Linked DNA regions of Mus musculus: region 1 is linked to region 2. The links are chromatin contacts, called in public Hi-C maps. All regions are on one chromosome and are shown on one strand. Each heading gives the region's core, a stretch centred on a gene start, on an enhancer-like site or on the middle of the called end of the contact. The rest is flanking DNA. Distances are from core to core; before and after follow the strand shown. Region 1 overlaps Adamts12 (a disintegrin-like and metallopeptidase (reprolysin type) with thrombospondin type 1 motif, 12). Region 2 holds the start of Adamts12 (a disintegrin-like and metallopeptidase (reprolysin type) with thrombospondin type 1 motif, 12).

The links. Hi-C and Micro-C count contacts between places; a contact is called where the count stands out from the background.
Region 1: a Hi-C map of muscle stem cells shows a contact between it and region 2, with 2.0 times the contacts expected there. The contact joins the enhancer-like site here to the promoter of Adamts12 in region 2. A contact is called at or near these places in 3 of 484 Hi-C or Micro-C datasets (muscle stem cells, stem cell-derived neural stem cells and uterus), 1 of 115 datasets of contacts at active chromatin or transcription factors (stem cell-derived neural progenitor cells) and 1 of 9 other capture datasets (adipose tissue).

Annotation. Positions count from the first base shown.
Region 1 is chr15:11,170,176-11,176,247 of GRCm38.p6, forward strand. All of the region lies in intron 3 of Adamts12 (a disintegrin-like and metallopeptidase (reprolysin type) with thrombospondin type 1 motif, 12), which reads left to right. Among named protein-coding and RNA genes, the nearest start is that of Adamts12, 110 kb to the left of the region's middle. Within about 2 kb of position 3,861, at least 19 of the 459 cell types and tissues checked have an H3K27ac peak or open chromatin away from gene starts, as enhancers often do. A contact at or near this core is called in muscle stem cells, where this site is marked.
Region 2 is chr15:11,063,421-11,069,474 of GRCm38.p6, forward strand. It overlaps Adamts12 (a disintegrin-like and metallopeptidase (reprolysin type) with thrombospondin type 1 motif, 12), which reads left to right and starts at 1,353. Exons shown (of 24, transcript NM_175501.3): 1 at 1,353-1,737. The coding sequence starts at 1,611.

The DNA.
Region 1 (6,072 bases), core at 2,611-5,110, 110 kb after region 2:
TGTTTCACTATGATTCTTTCATACATCTTTAGGTTTTCTTAACCATCTCTCCTCACCCCATCCCATCCTTGTCCCTTTATTTCACCCCTTCCACCACTGAAACCTATCTATCCCTAAACTTCCCCTCTCCATTGCCGTATTACCTGTGTTCTAGCTTTTCTATCTGAAGTATTCTCTTCAATGACTGTGTATGAGGAACTCTGGTAGAACACAGGTTCTTTAGGATGTATGCCCAGGAAGGCTATAGCTAGGTTGTGGAGTAGCTCTTTCTCTACTTTTTAAAGAAATATCAATATTAATTTTTATTTTTTTATTTGATTTTATTTTTTTATTTTTTGGTTTTTCGAGACAGGGTCTCTCTATAGCTCTGGCTGTCCTGGAACTCACTTTGTAGACCAGACTGGCCTCAGACTCAGAAATCCACCTGCCTCGGCCTCCCAAGTGCTGGGATTAAAGGCGTGCGCCACCATGCCCGGCTAATATTAATTTTTATAACAGCTGTACTAGTCTATATTTCTATCAACATGGATGATTATTCCCCTTCTCCCACATCCACATGAACATTTGTTATCATTTGAATTCTTTATGATAGTCATTTTGACTAATATAAAATGGAATCTGAAAGTAGTTATGATTTCTATTTTCCTGATGGTTAATAATGTTAATCACTTTAAAAAATGTAGTGTTATCATTGTATTTCTTTTTATCAGCAATATTTTTATTTTAATTAAATTATAATGACATGACTTCCTCCTTTCCCCATCCTCCCTCCGGTTCCCCCATGCTCCCTCCTTCCAATCTCTCTGATGCCCACATCCCCAACTCTGTCTTAAACTGATGACCTATTTTTCTTGTGTGTTTCTTCTTTTAAGAACTCTCTTTTCAGATCTGTAAGATTTTCTTGATGTATTGGTCTTTTTAAAGGGATGTTCTTTATAAATTTATGAATCTAGATAATAATCTTCTACTTATGTCTAGCTATCAAAGATTTTCTCCCATCCTGTGAGCTGCCTTTATACTCGACGAACTATTAAATTTGGTGTCCAGATGCTTTTTGGTTTTATGAGAACTCATTTGTCAGTTGTTGATCATGTTACTTTAAGATTTTTCTGCATGCATGATGAAAATGGCTGTGGATGTGTCATAGTTTGCCTCTATTATGTTGATGTATATTCCCTTCAATTCTGTTCTCACTAGGACTTTTATCACGAACGGATATTGTATTTTGTCAAAGACCTTTCCTGCATCTACTGAGATGATCATGTGATTTCTGTCTTTATTGCTATTGTTTATTTAATTGATGGATTTGCATCTGTTGAATCATTCCTACATCTGTGAGATAAAGTCAACTTGCACAGTGACCAACCTTTTTGCTATTCGCCTATTTTCAGTTCACTAGTAACTTGTTGAGAAATTTTGCACCTGTGTCCATCAGATATTGGTGTTCAGTTCTCTTTTTCTGTTGTATTTTAATTTGGCTTTGGTATAAGAGTGATGCTGGCTTTGTAAAAGGAGTTTGAGATAAACCAATAATTTTTAATGTTCCTGGTCGGGAAGATGAAGTAAAGCATCAGTTTCCAACATCATCAACCCGTATAGAACATGTAATTTATAGTGACAAGGATGGCCCTGGGGTGTTGCAGTACAGCACATGCTGGAGAAGAGGTTCCCTGTCCTTGGAACCATCTAGCACTCCAGTTGTATTTCATCATCTGTACTTGATATGGGATGACCTCCCTAATATCAGGAAGCTAAGATGATTAGATTGTTAGGTAAGTTTGTCTTTCAGAGGAGGGCTTTGGGTTGGGACTAGTTGAAATTAAGGCTGAAAATATCTAGAGCCTGAATTCTGCATGGTACTTGTTTTATACTGTCTTATAGAAAAGAGTGGATTTTACATTTTTAAATGGTCCCATTTTGGTTTGAATAGGAATGGCCTCCATAGGTTCATAGTTTTGAATACTTGCTCACTACAGAGTGGCAATACTTGACAGGAATTAGAAGATTTGGCTTTGTTGGAGGAGGTGTGGCCTTGTTGGAGAAAGTATGTCTTTGTTGGGTGGGCTTTGGGTTTTCAACTGCTCAAATCAGGCAAGTGTCTCTCTTTGCCTGCCATTCTGTATGGAGAACTCTCAGCTACCTCTCTCCTACCATGTCTGGCTGTGTGCTGCCATGGACTAAACCTTTGAACTTGTGAGCTAGTCCCAATTAAATGTTCATAGCAGCCTTATTTATAACAGCCAGAAGCTGGAGAGAACCCAGATGTCCTTCAACAGAGGAATGGATACAGAAAATGTGGTACATTTGCACAATGGAGTACTACTCAGCTATTAAAAACAATGACTTCAAGAAATTCTTAAGCAAATGGATGGAACTAGAAAATATCATCCTGATTCAGGTAAACCAGTCATAAAAGAACATACATGGTATGCATTCACTCATAAGTGGATATTAGCCCAAAAGCTCAGAATATCTAAGATACAATTCACAGACCATATGAAGCTCAAGAAGAGTGAAGACCAAAGCGTGGATGCTTCTATCCTTCTTAGAAGAGAGAACAAAATACTTGTGGGAGAAAATACAGAGACAAAATGCGGAGCAGAGACTAAAGGAAAGGCCATTTAGAGACTGTCCCACCTGGGGATCCATCCCCAGTCACCAAACCCAGACACTATTGTGGATACCAAGAAGTACTTGCAGAAAGGAGCCTGTTATAGCTGTCTCCTGAGAGGCTCTGCCAGAGCTGACAAATACAGAGGCAGATGTTCACAGTCAACCATTGGACTGAGCACAGGGTCCCCAATGGAGGAGTTAGAGAAAGGACTGAAGGAGCTGAAGGGGATTGCAACCCCATAGGAAGAACAACAATATCAACCAACAAGACCACCCCCCCCCTCCAGAGCTCCCAGGGACTAAAACACCAACCAAAGAGTACACATGGAGAGATCCATGGCTCCAGCCAAATATGTAGCAGAGGTTGGTCTTGTTGGGCATTAATGGGAGGCCCTTGGTCCTGTGAAGGCTTGATACCCCAGTGTAGGGGAATCTCAGGGTGGGGAGGCAGGAGTGGGTGAACACCCTCATAGAAGCTGGGGGAGGGGATAAGATAGGGAATTTCTGAGGGGGGAGACTGGGAAAGGGGATAGCATTTGAAATGTAAATAAAGAAAATATCCAATAAAAAATTTTACACAGTGTACTGGCTGGTTTTGTGTGTTAACTTGACAAAAGCTGGAGTTATCACAGAGAAAGGAGCTTCGTTGGGGAAGTGCCTCAATGAGATCCAGCTGTAAGGAATTTTCTCAATTAGTGATCAAGAGGGGAGGACCCATTGTGGGTGGTGCCATCCCTGGGCTGGTAGTCCTAGGTTCTATAAGAAAACAAGCTGAGTAAGCTAGGGGAAGCAAGCCAGTAAAGAACATCCCTCCATGGCTTCTGCATCAGCTCCTGCTCTCTGACCTGCTTGAGTTCCAGTCCTGACTTCCTTTGGTGATGAACAGCAATGTGGGAAGTGTAAGCTGAATAAACCCTTTCCTCCCCAACTTGCTTCTTGGTCATGATGTTTGTGCAAAAATAGAAACCCTGCCTAAGACATACAGGTTTGAGTTTTTATACAGGATTCAAAGTGCCACACATGCTTTAGTGCAATAAGTCAAATATGCAGGAAATGTTAATAGTGTGTAAACACTTTAAAATCTGTAACTATTATTCAAAAACTCAGGTAGCTGGGTCTCAATGCAGTTACAACAGACAGAAGCTGAACATTTCCTAGGTTGGCTAGCATGCGACTAGCACTGCTCTTCTGCACGGCTTGGGCTTCTGTCCTTAGCTGATATGATTCCCAAGAGTGGCTGTACAGAGCAGTGTCTTCTCCCCTGACCCAGACAGACAGCCTTTGTTCCAAAGCACTGGTGATGGCAGATGGATGGCCCTGTCTCTTGAGTCATTGAGAGGGTTTGCTTCACAGATTGCTAACAGCTGAGAACATGTCCTGTGAATACAGGCAGGACAGAAAGGAGGCCAACCACAGCCTTGGCTACTGGTGGGCCTCAGCTTGTTGGCATCTCCTTCCCTTTCGGCTCAGTTTGCTTCGGGTGCTAAGAACTGTGTGATGAGTGTGTCTCTGTATATGTACTGCTGTGTGGCATGTGATGTGTGTGTGCCTGTGCCTGTGCCTGTGCTGTGCCTGTGCTGTGCCTGTGCCTGTGCCTGTGCTCTGCCTGTGCCTGTGTGTGTGCGCGTGTGCGTGTGCCTGTGCCTGTGTGTGTGCCTGTGTGCCTGTGCCTGTGCTGTGCCTGTGCCTGTGCCTGTGCCTGTGCGTGTGTCTGTGCCTGTGCTGTGCCTGTGCCTGTTCGTGTGTGTGTGCCTGTGCTGTGCCTGTGCCTGTGCCTGTGCCTGCTCGTGTGTGTGTGCCTGTGCTGTGCCTGTGCTCTGCCTGTGCCTGTGTGTGTGCGCGTGTGTGTGTGCGTGTGCCTGTGCCTGTATGTGTGCCTGTGCTGTGCCTGTGCCTGTGCCTGTGCGTGTGTCTGTGCCTGTGCTGTGCCTGTGCTCTGCCTGTGCCTGTGTGTGTGCGCGTGTGCGTGTGCGTGTGCCTGTGCCTGTGTGTGTGCCTATGCCTGTGCCTGTGCCTGTGCTGTGCTGTGCCTGTGCCTGTTCGTGTGTATGTGCCTGTGCTCTGCCTGTGCTCTGCCTGTGCCTGTGCCTGTGCTCTGCCTGTGCCTGTGCCTGTGCTGTGCCTGTGCCTGTTCGTGTGTGTGTGCCCGTGCCCGTGCCCGTGCCCGTGCCCGTGCCCGTGCCCGTGCCTGTGTCTGTGTCGATATCTAGGCTTTAGTATCCTGGATCTGGGCATAAATCCCGAGTATGAATCATCAGCTCTGTTACCTCAGGTGAACAAATGCACATGGCCGTGGCTCAGTGCTTTTCTATGAAAGGGAGGAAATGAGAACGTTCAGTACAAGCCAACCTCAATCATTCATGCTCAGAGGTTCTGGATAACCCCTTGGCCTGGGTGATCGTGGCTGACAAAATGTCATTAGCAGCTGTTCTTGGGAACTCCCTCACAGGGATGTCAACTGCCAATACTGAAGCCAATGGACTTCCACAGTACAGAGCTACCTTGGATTTTGCCTGGAGTATAAGGTGCTACAGCCATACCCACTGGCTGAGTTGTGTCTATTTTAGGCTGATTGCCAGGGTTTTGTTTTGTTTTGTTTTGTTTGTTCGCTTGGTTGGCTGGTGTTTGGCTAGGTACTTATTAGGATGCAAATCCCTCTTTGTTCTTGTTTAGGATGCATAGCTACCCTGAGAAGACACTATTATTATCACTTTACGCTAAGAAAATTGAGGCTTTCAGAAGGTGAATAAATCACTCAAACTCACACTATTAAAAATGACCAAGGGTGAATCACTACACACTCTGTCCCAGACCACAACACTCTAGCGTTTTTCTTTCCTGGGGTGGGCCATCTTGTTTCATTACCACACATACCTTTCTGAGGCACTTGAGAAGGACCATGTCTAAGTAAATCTGAATGATCAGGGTTGTGGGGATGAGGCAGGAGAAACATCTGTGCTTTGTATGTGACCATGTCGTATCCACTTTACTGTGAAGGAAGAAAACGAGACATCAAGGAGAGGGGAAAAGAATTTGTTGATGTGAATAATGACAAATGTCCATTTATTGTATTGTGGCATTGAGCTGCATCTCTATAAATGACCTTCATGCCTCATAGTAATGTCCCAAGCCTTTAAATTATATACTTGTAATGATGCACACACACACACACACACACACACACACACACACAAATTAACTTGAAAGCTAGCCGGAGGCATTCACAGCTGAATGTGGACCGGACTGTGTATGCAGATTTCCCACCAGGGCTCTCAAACACTTGCTCACTCTGCCTGCCTTTTTACTAAGCTAAGAAGTTTTCGTTTTCTGAATAGTTTTAAGAAAAAATGCTTTTAGTGTATATTCCTATCACATTATATAAAGTAAGACTATACATGTTAATTTACCATATTAGTGGTTAGGGCAAAGGAGCAGGGTTCTAGAGGAAAGGTTAAGTTA
Region 2 (6,054 bases), core at 103-2,602:
TGGGTTATCCTGGATCATTCTCAAGATGCCTGGTAACTCCTGCTCTGTGACATTCTCTCAATGAGGAGAAAGTGAGTATCTGAATGGATACTCCAAACACACACACATACACACACACACACACACACACACACACACACACACCACACATACCACACACACATACACACCACACACACACACATACACACCACACACACATATACATACATACACACACACACACCACACACACACACCACACACACATACCACACACACATACACACACACATATACACACACACACCACACACACACCACACACACACATACACACATATACACACACACACCACACACATACACACACATACACACACACATACACACACACACACCACACACACACATACACACACACACATACACACACATACACACACACATACACACATACATACACATACACACCACACACACACATACACACACCACACACACATACATACACACACACCACACACATACACACACATACACACACACACACCACACACACACACATACACACCACACACACATACACACACACACTCATACACACACATATACACACACACACTCATACACACACACACACACACACACACACACACACACACACACACACACACACACTGCTGCAGCTGCCACTGCCTATGCTCAAGGCCTTCCCCTGTTGGGGCTGAAATCTTTCTGCATGTTGCTAGTGTGCTGCTGGTGGAGGTATTACAGAGAGAGGGTAGGATTTGAAAAGAAAGCAGGCACTGACCTATAGCCACAGAAGGCCTCTCAAGCATTTGATCCACGTACCCCTTCCTGCAGAGGAAGAGACTTGTCCAGGGTCAAGACAGCAGATTAGCTTGGATCATTTCCTGTGTGACTTGGCAAAGAGAAAAAAATTGCTTATTAGTTGTTAAGTGGAAATCTTAGCCTGCCCTGGAAGAAGAGCACAGAGGTTGCTAGAGGGTGGGGAGTCTTGACAGAATAGGGTACATTCAGGGTCTGGGAGGAGCTAAGAAGGATGCTGAGTAGGGTCCCCTCTGGCCCATAACTCACTATTTGTAAGTACATTTCATCCTGTGTAAAGGAGATGGGGGGGGGGGCGTGTTGTCCTAGGAGCCTCTGACGGCTCTTACTCTAGTTTCTTCCTGGCCAGCTGTCTAGGGTCTCCCCTATTTGGCCCGCATGCCCAGGCTCTGAGCCCGGAGGGAGGAGCTTGAGGGAGGAGGGCGTCCCCAAGGAAAATGTGTTAGCTGGCTGGAGGCCTGTCGGGTGGGGAAGCAGAGGGGTGGGGATCTGGGGTGGGCTGAGCCCCTTGGCTCTGACCCAGTCCATGCTCTGGCCCGCAGGAAGAAGAAGCTGTCAGCTCATTCACTCCCCTTTCAGGACAGGGAGAGAATAAAAGCTCTCTGGTCCCATCGGCTTCAAAAAGCCACTAGAGCCTCCTGGTCAGCTTGCGGGCCGCTCCCTTCCCATGCTTGGACCATGTTCTCGGGCGTCTTTCTGTGCGGACACAGGCGAGGACTGGATATCTGCAGCTGAGAGCTAAAACTTTTAAAACTTTTCTTCTCCCCAACAACTGAACCATGCCATGTGCTCGGGGGAGCTGGCTGGCCAAGCTCTCGATCGTGGCTCAGCTTATTAATTTTGGGGCTTTTTGCCACGGGAGACAAACTCAGCCCTGGCCGGTTCGCTTCCCAGACCCGAGGCAAGGTTAGTGGCTTTTCTTTATTTGTTTTTCTAACAGTGGAGTAGGACAGTGGAACTTGGTCTGTTCCCTTCCCCCACCAGGCAGGGCTGAACTCTAAGCCTTCTGGCCTGTCTAAGGAAAACTGCTGTGTGCTCAGGCTCGGATTTCCTTCTCTCCTAGGGCTTAAGGGTGCACACTCAGGGGTGACACCCTGCTTGGAAAGACCCAAGAGTACGCTCGCTCCCCGAGCCCCTCCCCTCCACTTTCCGCTTCCCCCCTTTGCAGACTGTGACATGGGAAATTATTTTTAATAAAGAGACCCAGCTGGTCACGGACAGTCATGGCAAATGTTTCCTTCATTTAAAACTTCATTTTAAGTCTGGAAGGTAGAAATTTTATTCTGGCCTCCTGCTGAGCACACTTGGCTGTGTTTTGGTTTCCTGGAAAGATTTAGGGTTTTGTTTTTTTCAAATGACATTCCTACTGGGGAGAAATTTGCCTCCTGGGGACTCCCGGTTGTCTGTCTTGCTTTGCAGAGTTCCAGGACAGCCAGGGCTACACAGAGAAACCCTGTCTCGAAAAAAAAAAAAAAAAAAGACTTTTCTCTGTCTAAATTTAGTGACGCATGCGTGTATTCTGAAAGAAAGCACTGGGAGACCGTGAAGATGGTTTATATTGGAATTCACTCCTCCTATTAGTATTGTTGTGGGGTCGTCATCATCTTCATCCGTAATGCCCAGGCCAAAGTGGTGCCGTTGCCTTTGTTTGTTTGTTTGTTTGAAATTGAACCTAGAAGAGTTTCATGTTCAGAGAGGACTACAACTTCAAGGTGTTGTCAGAGCAGGGGGGCTGGGAGGCTTGGAGAGATGGGGAGTGTATGAGCTCCGGGATGGCCTGCCAGCCCCTCCCACTACTGACAATGTCCTTCTGGGGTTCTGGTACTATGGCTACCATGCCTAGTTTACAAATGGGGACACTGGAACTTGGGGACCTTATGAGCTTAACTATGAAGCACATTCTTGAGCCAGGTATCCTACTTAAAATCATGCAGCCATAGAATGATAGCAATAGCAGGGATAATGTGCGCGCGCGCGCGCGCGCGCGCACACACACACACACACACACACACACACACACACACACTCACATGCATACACGCACTTGTCCACGTTTAAGGGATTGCTAGCAGTGTGTTTTGCCCACGCTGCAAAGTGAAATGCTGCCTAAGAATTCCTCTGCGGTGGCTTAGAGAGCAACCAGATGAAAATCCCTCTCTCCCTTTGCTTTACTTGGAAGCCAGAGTAGGCAAACACTGGGGTTAGATGTCAATCAGCCAGCACTTGTTTGTGTAAATGGTCCAGATACCATCTCAAGCCCCCAAGTTTAAAATAGCAGCTTTTGTTGTTCTTTGAAAAACAGTGCCTTTGTGAAAGGTCCCTGTTCTGGGGCAGCACAAACAAAGCCCACCAGCACTTCCCTGGGCATGCGGAGATGATTTCCTTCAAAGACACATTCTCCTGGGTGAGCTTTCCAGCTCTGCTTGCTTCGCATATTTGTAAGGGAAAATTCATCCTGGTGTACAGCAGACACTGCTGGGCCTGCCTTGTTGCTCTGGAAAGTGGGCTGTGACTCTTTTCCCTAGTGACCTTTGGGGGATATGCTGAGAGTAATTGATATTCAAAAGTAGCTTTAAAGTCCACTAAACTTATTAATCATGCAGATGTATTTCGATTTAAAAATGCCTTCAGTTTTTAAAAGCATTAATCTTTCCATCAGTCTTCATTAATACACTTACAAGTGGTTGATTCTTTAAGAGAAGAAGAAATTTCTCTGTGGATTTCCACTGAGGGGCAGGGGAGGGGAGGGAAGGGAGGGAAAGTGAGGAGAAGGGAGGGGAAGGAAGGGGAGAGCTAGAGAGGAGAGGAGAAAGAGGAGGGAAAAGGAGAAGGGAAGAGAGAGAAGAAAGAATAGGGGAGGGGAGGAGAGGGGAGGTAAGGGAAGAAGAGCTAGAGAGGAGGGGAGAAAGAGGAGGGGGAGGAGAAGAGAGGAGAGAAAAGGGGAGAAGAGAGGAGAGTAGAAATAGGACAGGACTGGAGGAGAGCCAGAGAGGTGAGGAATCATGGCAAGACATTCTAAAGCTTCCAGGGAGTAAACCTGGGTTGTACCCCAAGACCACCTTCTAATTCAAAACAGGAGTTTTGAATTGCACCCAACCTCTAAATATTCAGAGTTGCAAATTCAGAGATGATTCCCCCGCCCCATCCTTATTTTCACAAACCAGGTGCATTTACATGTACGTATTGAACAATCACAAAATTCAACTTAGCCAGGAGGCTAGAGGGATTCTTCGAGCAGCTCACAGTTGCAAAGGGGTCTGCACACTAGTTAACCTTGCATGATCTTTCTAGTTCTCAAGCTTGCACAGAATCATGACTTTAGTTCTGGGCTGGGCTTTGTAGTTCAGTCCTGGAGCACCTGCTGAGCATGTGTGAGACCCTGGGCTCCAGCGTCACAAAGGCATAAATGAATAAAGGTTTTGGTACCCAGAAAGAGTGTGATGACAATCCTAATCCTTTCCAGGACAGACAGCTAATTCTGCAGCACTCTTTTCCCACATCAGTCAGTGGGTGTAAGGATGTGTTGTGACTTCTCCAGTGTTTCTTGATTTACGACCAAATATCAACATAATAAGACTCTTGGTTTTGCAAACAACATGTTTCCTCTCTTACACAACCAACAAGGGCCCCCGGATTTAGTTTTATCCGTACGGATGCTTCCCGACATGTGATGTGGTCAGAAGTTGAAAATGCTGTTGTCTAAAATACCCCTTAACACACCCAACATGCGCCACATCATAGCTTAGCAGAGCTGTGCTGCTGTGCATGGGTGGTCACCCTTGAGATCATGTGGCTGACTGGCTTCTAGATCTCACTCCTTCTGCCAAGATCCACAAAAGTAGCACGCCCAATATATCTCACCCAAGAAAGGATCAGAATTCAAAGTTAATTGCCTTCGTAACATTATAGAGTGGGAAACCAGAAATAAGGCTCTGTTGATCAAAAGCCATCTATGCTGTCTTCAAGCCACCAGTCACTTCCGTGTTCTGTGTTGCTCTCTGTGATGTTGTGACATCTGTAGGGCATGTACTTTATCTCATGTTGGAGATGGGCCCTGGGCACATATAAACTTATAGACAATCATGGAGAAAAATCTATTATAGTTCATTTCTGCTATGTGGAAACAAATCTACAAGAAGGCAATTACTCTAGTGCTGTTATTGTAGGGAATAATTTCATGGTTATGTCACTTTGTGTAGTTTATAATAAATTATCTGCTCAGTACATGCATTATTATGTGGTTGCCGAGCAAAGGGAGCCTCCTATGGTATATTTTACAGTTTCAAGAGGACTCATTGCTTTCTATAATAAGATGGTTGTACAGCGAGACCAACCTGTGGAAGGTAATTACGGAAATAAGCCTCTATTACAGTATTTTACCAGCTTTTTAATAAAGAGTCTAAGACACTCAACTACTATTAATAGAAATAATTGAAGATAAATAAGCAGCAGTCACAACAAAATTGGAGCTGTAGAGAAAAGATAAGCTTGGTTGTCAAGCAGAGATAATGCACTCACTCATGGGTTAGTCCATAAATCAATGTACAGATTTAACCTAAACTTCATGGGGAACAGGTGAACATTCTCACATCATCCAAATTTTCCTAAGCTGAAGGCAATTGTCTATGTGGTGTTCTGTCTTTTCACAATGGGGTATACCCACAGGGTGCTCTCGGAGCTTCTCGTGAAGAATTTTTTTCACACTATACATTTCAAGTAATTGAAGCTTGTAGTTTAGCTTTTCAAATCTAATTTTAATCAAGGCTTATCATTTCCCACAAATCCCTATGTAGGCTGAGCTATAGTTCTATTCTCTCAGTGTCCTACCCTTCTCCCAGTCTTAATGATACCAAGTGAATATTTGCCCCAGAGGCAGTGTGGACAGATCTTAGAAGTGAGTTCTGTACTCTGATTTCACAGGGTGTAAATCCAAGCCTCCCCCTTTTGTCTTAGATGAAAGGAGAAGGCAAGGAAAGTTTATCCCTCCCTTTCTGTTTCTGTCACAAAATACCTGAGCTGGCTGATGTATACAGCAAAGAGCATACATCCGACTCACGGCAGCATCTTTTGTTGGACCATACCTCATCAATTAAGGTTTCCTAAGAACCCCAGTGGCCTTCAGGTCCCTTCCTCCCCAGCGCTAGGGTGGTAAGTGGACACCACCATACCAGAAATTTTACATAGATGCTAGAGGTTGAAGTTGGGTCTTTCTGCGCTCAACTA